Linked DNA regions of Mus musculus: region 1 is linked to region 2. A link is a contact called in public HiCAR-type data. All regions are on one chromosome and are shown on one strand. Each heading gives the region's core, a stretch centred on a gene start, on an enhancer-like site or on the middle of the called end of the contact. The rest is flanking DNA. Distances are from core to core; before and after follow the strand shown. Region 1 overlaps Txndc16 (thioredoxin domain containing 16). Region 2 overlaps Ptger2 (prostaglandin E receptor 2 (subtype EP2)).

Region 1 (4,829 bases), core at 1,203-3,702, 140 kb after region 2:
TCCATCCCGAACCTGAGGAGTCTAGACTGTTCATCTTCATTAGCTATGATTAACATTTAAAACGAATGCAGCAAAACACAGCACTATATGTCCTGAAGGAAAGAGACAACTTACTGATGGGATTTTCTAGTCCCGCTTGTAAATGTTTCAGCCACAACACAAGGCTTTGTTCCGTCACAGACTGGGATGAAGGAAATGCATACACTTGGCCACCCGAATGCAGATTCACCAACAGCAGCTGAGGAAGTGGTGGCAGACGGCCAAAATATGCCTTCAAGATGCCCCTCCCCACGGGAGTGTTCTTCCTGCAAGAAAGGATGGTTGAGTACTCTAATCGTTCCTTCTATGACGACGAAGAAGAAAATAGTCATTTATCGAGCAATGAGCTTCAATGATTAGCCTGCCAGAGAGCTTATGAAGAGACTTCACCAAAACAAGAGATCTACAATTATATTAGCAATCAAATGCTTCCCAAGTGTCTTTGTGATCTGGGGCAGTCTATGATGAGGAACAGAAGGCACCCAGTGACTTTGCATGACAATCAACACGGGTTCTACAATCAGTCGGTTTCCCTTAGTGCCTCCTCACGTGTCAGCTCCAAACTGGCATGTTCTGCAAGTCTAACAGGATGCTTCCTGTTACGAACATTCCTCTCCCCTAAGATTGTCCCTTTCCTTGGGAAAGGAAGAATGTTAATTCCACACTGAAGCTCTAAAACCGGAACTACAGTCCTACAAGGAGCTACACTTTAAAGAAGCGTCGCTTCCTGATGCAGCACACTTCACATTACGTAAAACACTACTTTAATACCTACAGTGGAAGTTACCGAGGTAAACTTTCCCTCAAGTGTGAGATGTAATGTTAGTAAGACAAAAATGATGTATATTGCCACATTCTTCTTGCTTTTCAATTAAGTTTTAAAAAGCACAGCTTTTATCTGTGAGTCTGAAGAAGGGTCATGTGTGTACATGTGAACCGTTTATGTGTAAGGGTCATGTGTGCACATGTGAACCGTTTATGTGTAAGGGTCATGTGTGCACATGTGAACCGTTTATCTGTAAGGGTCATGTGTGCACATGTGAACCGTTTATCTGTAAGGGTCATGTGTGCACATGTGAACCGCTTATCTGTAAGGGTCATGTGTGCACATGTGAACCGCTTATCTGTAAGGGTCATGTGTGCACATGTGAACCGTGCTCACAGACATTTAATGAAGCACCAGTGATGCATCTAGAGAACACGCCAGAAACTGCCACAAAGGGATGCACTGCGTGAAGGCCTTCTCCACTGCTATTGGCTGACTGTCACCACACAGACTGAAGTCTGTAAATATCTCAATGCTTACTTTCCTATTTGCCACTGTTTTCAGGGGACATCTACTACTTTTTAAAATCAGAAAATAGTACCTACAGTTATTTTACAATAACAGGTCTAAACAAGGTCATCTTTGAACTTTTCTGAGGAAACTAGTTATAAAAATATCATGATGGTGTATTTAGTTGCATGTTAACTCGAAGGCTATAGAATTTCATTTACTAATGAAAATGTAATTCGACTTCCTTCATGTAGCCTTGAACTCATGATGCTATGATTTTAGGCAGACACCACAACACAGACTTCCCCCAGCCTTCCTCTTAGAGCAAAACAAGACCATACAACATAGACTTACAGATTTAACCAGCAAGGGGTAAACGAATCCAGCTGCTTCTGTCTCACCAGTGCCAGGATCGTGTTCCTGTACTGAGGGTTTATGCTGCCACCACTAAACAAGAGAAGTAGCGGTCTCTGAAATCTTAAATATGTGGGAAGATTTTCCACAGTGATTTCTGGCTGTTAAAAAAAATAATTAAAATTCCTCAAACAAAAACACAGGCATGATACAGCATAAATCAGAAATGATGTTCAAATCACTCACGCAATTTTAGTTTATAAAATGAAATTCACACTTTTTTTTCAGAGATTTGACCACAGTAAGTAAATCTTTAAAAATTCTTACTCAATACTATATCACAGTAATGAATTATAGTCAAAATAAAATTGCTAACAGACTTTAAGAACACAAAGGTTGGTATCTCTACAATAACTCATGCTGAGCTCTGGACCTAGATTAGCTAGTACACCCATGACAGACAACACTCTTTCACTCTTCCATCGAGTATGGGGTTTTTTTTGTTTGTTTGTTTGTTTTTTAATTTACTAGAGATTAAACATAAGCGAAACTGAAATTATAACCTTTTCCCCCCTCTCCATGATTAGCTCGCTTTTTCCAAACATATGTATCCTTTGGATGTTTAAAACAATTAAAGATGTGCTAAACAAGCCCAAACGCCAATTTTTACCTCTTCTGGGTTTAAAGCAGCTGAAAGGAATTTAGTGAGGAGTAAGAGATCTAACTGTCTACCACCTTCCTGTTACTGCTTTACAAGGGTGTCCCGCAGTAGTACAGTGCCCTCTGGAGGCACTGTGAGCTAGAAACATCATCTCATTTCAGATGAGAAATGTTCCCAGAGGCTCTGTAGGGAAGGAGAAAGCAGGCTTACTACCTACCAGCTGATTTCACTGGGTCACTAGAAACCCTTACCAACAACTTGACTTTTTAAAACCATGCCAACAACCTTTACCCAAGCTGGCATATACCTTTCCCTTCCCTTTGCCAATCACTCTTTCTTCTACTTCTTTTCTTCATTCTCACAATAATCATCTTAGATTTCCTACGCCACAAGTTAAATCCTACGTCTGCTTCTTCAAATGCCCTAGGCTGGCCTTCAGCAGTTCTACCTGTTGCCTATCTCTGACATGGATGGCATCCTCTCCTAAATGATGACACATCTCTCAGAGCCCTAGAAACATGAGATGAAGGTGACTTCTGCTCATCTCATGTACTAAGAATAAGAAGCCTGAGGTGTAAGAAACTTGCTGCCCTCGAGGAATTCACTCACTAGAAGAGAGAGGTGTGCAAACTGCTGTGATCCCTGAACACTGCTCATGTTCAACAGCTAAGGAAGCCAACCTATCAAAAAGACAAGGGGAGGGGAGGAAGTGTCACTCTGATACCGTAGAAAGTCCCTGTGTCAAGAATAAGGTCCTGACAGGCTGGGTTTGTACTCCAGCAGAGCTACAGACACTGAGGGCTATCATCACAACAGAGAGAGCTGTTACAGCTACATGTGGGGCATCAGGGAGCTGACGGATGACAGCGTAGGGAAAGCAAGAGGCAAGTGTAACTGCACGACCAGACAGGAACGATCCATCCAGGCAGGGTTCTAGCTCCTGGGAACTGCAGATTTTCTATCAGACTGGTGACCTGGACAGACCGGCCTGTTTGCAGGAGGATGACTAAATAGAATAGGAATTTGGGACAGCAAAGGTCAGTGATGGCCAGTCTCCTTTTCCATATCAGCCAAGAGAGAAAGACCAAGCTGTCTAAAAGATAACAAATATCCAACAAGGGGAAACTAGTTAATACAGAGCATTAACACAAATTATTACTGAGCAGATATTATAAATAAGCATTAATATATTTTCCTTCATGAAAATATACTTAATAAAGAGACAGGGGAGTAGGAATGGGATGAGGAACTGTAGGAGGGCAGACTGGGAAGGGAGTAACAACTGGAGTATAAAAAAAAGTAATAAAATAAGAAGAGACTGATAATTGTTTTTAGATTTTGGAGAAATATATTCTCAAGTTTAAACCTGGAGAAGTTACAGCTGAGTCCAAATTCCTTCTCTATTACTCTTGTATTATTTGAATATATAATTTACTCTACTATGTATATGTTAAGGTAGCATTTCTCTAACAATATGTCTCTTAAAAATTATTAGAACAATGATTTAGAAAACCACATGCTGAAAAATATTAACTCAGTTATTTGATTAATTATGACCTGTTAACTTAGCAGGAGGGTTGGGGGGACAGACTCAAGGTAACACAGAAACTTGTTTTAAAGTCTACCCTTTATGTAATCTTTAATTTAGCCTACCCAATGTATTAGCATGTAGGTCACCGTGACAAGAAACGAGAAAGGAGATCATTCAGTCAATATTTATAGCTGATACTAATACCCCATCATAACTTCAGAAATACAAGTGTATTGTAGCTACTGAAATCAAGTATCCTAGGTTACACCTGGTGTGCTTGTGACTCCAGGAAAGGGCATTAGAAAATGGGTCAGATGGTGGCATTTTAAAACTGTATAAATTATAGCAATAGCTAACACTTGCTGAATGCTTGCTACAGGCCAGACACTCTCTACTAAGTGGCACTCTTCGGACATTTACTCCCAGCAGTGATTCTGTACCATACACATGGAAATCTTAGGAGCAGCAAATACAACACAGAGCCAGTGAGGACTCGGAAGAATTTACAACCAGGATGTCTGACCTTCTAGACCATCTTTATTGTAACAATGTTTACCGGACACTGGACACTTTGGCCCCAGGAAGCCAGTGAAGTTTTACCAGCACACTAGAAAAGTTGTGTGTATAAAATAAACAGAATCAAGCAAGTATTCAGCCATAAAATGACACCCCAGAGCTTCTGAAAGCTGAAAACTTATGTGCTAATCATGTGATATTACCATTGATCAATCAGAATTTTATTTCAAATAACCTCCTTATTATATACAATATACTCACAAATGCTTCCAGTAGTGCATTTGCTAGTATCTGAGCCATGTCTTGTACCAGGGTGGTGTCTAGTGGGACACTCTCTATTCTACCTTCTTTAGGCCTGGCCAGTAGCAGGGCTGGGAGAGTTGTAGCATATTTATTTGACCTATGAAGAAATATACTATTAAAATTTATAACCAAGATACATCAAGTCACCA
Region 2 (4,743 bases), core at 1,697-4,196:
ACATGGCATCTTTTAGGTAAAATAAAAGTTTTTAAAAAATCAAATAATATTTTGGCAAATTTTTAAAATGTACAGTTGTTATAAATTAAAATTTTAAGATATCCAGTGGAGTTCTTGATATTGAAAGAGAGTTTTGCTATCAGTTTTCACTCTTCTGACATGGTCATTAGAATAATATAACCATCGTATTTGAGAGCAGATAGAATTGTAGGATGGCTGTTAACTTTTTAAATCTAGTTGTTTCTCATGCTTCATGTTTACCCAGAGCTGTTTTTTATAGTTAGTTATCATTTAGAAAGACTCTGTGTAACTAAATATCTCTGATACAAATTATGGGAGTCAAAGCAGCTCTTACTTTTACAAGAATATATAAATAAGTGGTTCGTGTTTGTATAAATTTAAGCAGAGCAGACAAAGTTTAATTTAACTAAAATCTAGGCAGGTATAAATAAATGCCACCTCTTCACCCGGTGTTGCATGCCAAGAAATTACATTCAGGGGGAGAATGACACTGAAGCAGAAATTTCTGGTTACTTTGCACCTGGAATTTTGATTCCTTTTATCAGATGTCGTTGTAAAAATCTCAGAATGAAAAAAAATATTAACTACAGCCTCTCATTGCACCACACTGTGCCCCTGCACCCATTGAGAACAATGCCTGAGATTTTTTAAAATGGACATAGTACCCTCAGGAGCATAAAATATCAGAACTGAAGCTGCTTTATCTATTTATTTATTTCCATTATTATGGCCAACTCTAATCATGGCATACACACTTTTTTCATGCCTGCATGTGTGTGTGTGTGTGTGTGTGTGTGTGTGTGTGTGTGTGTGTGCATGTGTGTAAAGGCCTCAGGTTTATGGGTCTTCTACTTCATTCATTCAGATAGTATCTTTCAATCAAATGAAGAGCTCACCAATATGATGAGTCTAGCTAGCCAGCTTGCTCTGGAGGTCCTCTGTCTCTGCCTACCCAGCGATTATGTGGAATCTAAATATCCAAACCCTAATCCTCAAGTTTCAAGTTTTCATAAACGGGCTGTAACCACTGAGCCATTTCCTCAATTCTATTAAGCCATTATTTAAGAACTAGTCAGTCTCTAGGATTCCACTTTCTTATGTGCTTTTGTTCCTTGTATGTTGATGACTAAATTTTGTTGCTTCATTTGCACCAATTTATACATAGAAGAAACTGAATGCCAAAACTCTCTCTCTAACAATCACCTATTGTTTGTGGCATTTCAAAGGCAACTTAGAAAACAAAATGCCTGGAAGGTATGTAACCATTTCCTCCTTATAGACCCTGTCCTAGCAGCCAAGCTTGTTTTAGTTGCATTTTCCAGGTAGATGAGAGAAAGCCATTACATAGTATACATTACATATTACAGGGCTGAGTTTGAAAAAAAGAGAATCTGATTGTGTTCTTTGCTTCCAACTGTTGTTGCTGTGAAAAGGGAGAAAACGGGCAAGTGAATACTCATCTGAGAATGCCAGCCCTAAGTTAGCACGTCCTGGAATGGAACCCAGTTGTCTGTTCTGTACTAGGCCATTTCTAGATGATTCAGTGAAACCCCACTCACCTTTCCACGAAAGACTTGGAAAGTGCTGCTGTTAAGTTGGAGCCTTGGCTCTCTAGAGATCTGATAGAGAACCAAGTTTGCTGTCAAGTCCATAGAAGACCTGAATGTCAAGAACTTTATAAGCAAGACAACCACTGTACAGCCCCATGCTCTAGAAACTACCATCCTCAAACCATAGAACCCAAACAACCTACAGCCTGCCCCATGCTCTATAAACATCCATCTCCAAACCACCCAAGCTGGCATAGGAGGCCAATCCATCCCACCCTGTGCTCAGCATCACTTGTTAAATTTCAACATTCTCCTCCTAATGTCAGTGCACTTTCAGAGAGATTGACCTTATGTTAGAGTCAAGACAGCTCTGATTTGGACTTGGACTAAGAAAAACAACACACTCTGGCTTAGAATTTGATAACTTAACTTTGAAAGGCAGAGGAGAACAATTAGCTCTCACTTGGGACAAGACTGTTTATTTCACTTAGCTAAGCCAAATCTAATGGTTTTCTAGTCTTGGGCAGGGCTCCCACTTGGGCCACTCACTGAGATGCATTGCCCTGTGCAAATGAACATTTCTTCTTGAAGGGTCATGAGCCTGGTGCTTCTCATTTGGAGGGATTAGCAAAGTTCCTTCCTTTCCCTTGTATGTCCTCTTTGAGTGCACTTGTGACATACAGCCAATCACTCAGCCGCATTATGATAGGCCTAAAAACCATTTATCAGTGGGTCTGGTGACACATACCTTAAATCCCAGCACTCAAGAGACAGAGCTAGAGGAATGCTTGATTTAAAGCCAGCTGGGTCTACATATCAAGTTCTAGGCCAACCAGGGCTACATAGTGAGACCCTGTCTCAAAAACCAACAAAACAAAGCAAAACAAAAGCCATTCAGCCACATGAAAGACTAGGGGAAGGAGTATTATTTTAGCAACTCACAAAAGCTACAAATCCAATTTCCATAGAGCCGAAGGCTATGTGTCAGACAGCGCTGTTTTCACACTCCTTTCTAAATCTGTTAACTTAGGTGAATTGAAAAAAGTGATATAAATTCCCCTTTTGAGTTGTGGTTTTATTTTCTGTACAATATTTGTGTTACTAAAGGTCAATCTTAGCAATCTGAGTCTGCAATCCATGTATGTCACATGTGGAAACTTTACAAAATCAAGTAAGACAGTGATGATTCAGGTAGGAAATGATGACACATTCAGGGGGTAGAGGAGGAATGTTTAATAAAAGGAATATTTACAGAGAGTGAGGGGATGGGGGAGGAGGCCTTCAAAGCTGTCCCTCCTCCTACGCCTGGGGTAACAAGGGAGGAACAGTTACTGGAACTCAATGAAAGATGTAGAAGATGCCATCCAATAGGAGTCATGACTCAGAAAGGGGAAACAGCCACTGCCAAGCCACAGGGTGAGAAGGAGTTCTTCTGCCCCTCCCTTCCACCAGGCAAACCTAGTTGTAGTCTACAACAGAAGAGGACCCAGGCTGTGCACCGATGAAGCACAGAATGCTAGATCTAGAGGGGAAAACGGAAACTAGCCACCACGAGTAGATCAACAGTTTGCATTGGGAAGTTCTGCTTCTTGCCTTCTAAACTCCAAATAGATATTCCTCAGCAAGTGTGGCACACAGGGAGCTGCCCTATTTACAGAGAGAGAGATAAAATATAATAGATCTCCCTTACAAATTTACTTGCCCTAGACTCTAGATACTAGTTTAGAATTTAGGTCTTATTTTTGAGAAGGGCCTCTGGTATCAGAAAAACCTAACTAGGGGCAGGACATATCTCCCAAAACACAAGTTAGATATGCCTACAGAGCCAGCATAAAGAGCATTTGAAGCCATGTCTAAACACGAATAAGAAACATAAGAAAACTGACATACCTGTAACTTGCCCAACACTGGAGAGTCTGCAGCCTGAGCTACCTTGTGGGAATCCAGCTCCGACGTGAGGGGGAAACAAAGAATGAGGTTAAGGAACAGGACAGACAGGGCAGAGATTTTAACAATACAGAAAAAAAAAATCAGCAAATTACAGCTTCCAGGAGCAGCTGCCAACATGGTTGATCCTGCTACACAGCCTTCACCTTCATTTCTTCACTCATCTCCCCTTTTATCTCCCTACTTTTGTGACATAGTCAAATTACATAGCCCAGACTGGCCTCTAACTCCAGGCCCTCCTGTCCCACTTTCTAGAATGCTGATGTCACAGGCATGTAACAGCACACAGCCTCCTTCTTGAGTGTATTTTTCCTGGCATGGATTCTGCTACTCTCTCTCTCTCTCTCTCTCTCTCTCTCTCTCTCTCTCTCTCTCTCTCTCTCTCTCTCTCTGTGTGTCTCCTATTACATACACATCTTGTTTTCTTTGATGCACATGCAAACTCTAGTAGATCTGTAGATTTTTTTTCAGACTTCCAAAGTTTTCCCAGACAAGTTACTTCATTGCTCAGAGTCCCAGTTTCCTCACCTCTAAAATGAGAGTAACATCATCTACCTGCCAATTTTTTGAGTTTCCAGGACATTTAGCACTATGCCTGGATGCGGTAAATGTTAGGAAGGTTAGGGCCAGTGTTTTTCTAGATGCTCAGTTTAGAGTTCATTCTGACATCACACACACACACACACACACACACACACACACACGCACACACACACCTGGCTGTACTCTCTGACCCTTGGAAGTTGTGATGGTTAGAATAATTCTGTGCCTGTTCCTCTATCAGGTAACAACCAGAAACCATGACAATGGTATTTCAGAGAGTCAAATGCTGATTCGTCTACTTGTACAACACAAGGGATTTGTAAGTGTAAAAAGAAAGGGCCAAGAGAGACAAAAGGATGACTGAAAACACACCTCCCCTCCGGGTGACCACTTCCACATCTGGCCTAGCTACGATGCTAGGCCAAAGCCAAACGCCAAGAAATTTAAGGGGGGGGGGGGGGGAGAAAGTACCTATCAGTGAGAGTTTTCATATGTGGACTTCTGGCTTAATTTTAACATTATGTTTCTACTGATATTTTCTTGGAAACAAAGTCATACCTTAGAATCCTCAGCAACTAAAAGAAGTGTGAGTGCCACGCTTTGCACAGTAGGAAGCTGGGTGTGCAGGGTTAGGTTAGGAGGCCATCAAGGGCGTCCTAGTTAGAGTTACTATTGCTATGAT

Evidence for each region. HiCAR-type assays count read pairs that join an accessible place to other places.
Region 1: a HiCAR-type map of Th17 cells shows a contact between it and region 2, with 3 times the contacts expected there. The contact joins two enhancer-like sites. A contact is called at or near these places in 1 of 15 datasets of contacts at CTCF or cohesin (CD8 T cells), 4 of 484 Hi-C or Micro-C datasets (bone marrow-derived macrophages, cerebral cortex, embryonic limb bud and 1 more) and 14 of 115 datasets of contacts at active chromatin or transcription factors (the 230-238 cell line, CD8 T cells, the HPC-7 cell line and 10 more).

The regions. Positions count from the first base shown.
Region 1 is chr14:45,140,304-45,145,132 of GRCm38.p6, forward strand. Txndc16 (thioredoxin domain containing 16) reads right to left here. Exons shown (of 21, transcript NM_001310534.1): 18 at 4,639-4,777; 19 at 1,670-1,830; 20 at 115-305. Among named protein-coding and RNA genes, the nearest start is that of Gm34362, 34 kb to the right of the region's middle. Within about 2 kb of position 2,453, at least 13 of the 459 cell types and tissues checked have an H3K27ac peak or open chromatin away from gene starts, as enhancers often do. A contact at or near this core is called in Th17 cells, bone marrow-derived macrophages and regulatory T cells, where this site is marked.
Region 2 is chr14:45,003,110-45,007,852 of GRCm38.p6, forward strand. It overlaps Ptger2 (prostaglandin E receptor 2 (subtype EP2)), which reads left to right. Exons shown (of 2, transcript NM_008964.4): 2 at 1-711. Among named protein-coding and RNA genes, the nearest start is that of Ptger2, 17 kb to the left of the region's middle. Within about 2 kb of position 2,947, at least 70 of the 459 cell types and tissues checked have an H3K27ac peak or open chromatin away from gene starts, as enhancers often do. A contact at or near this core is called in Th17 cells, bone marrow-derived macrophages and regulatory T cells, where this site is marked.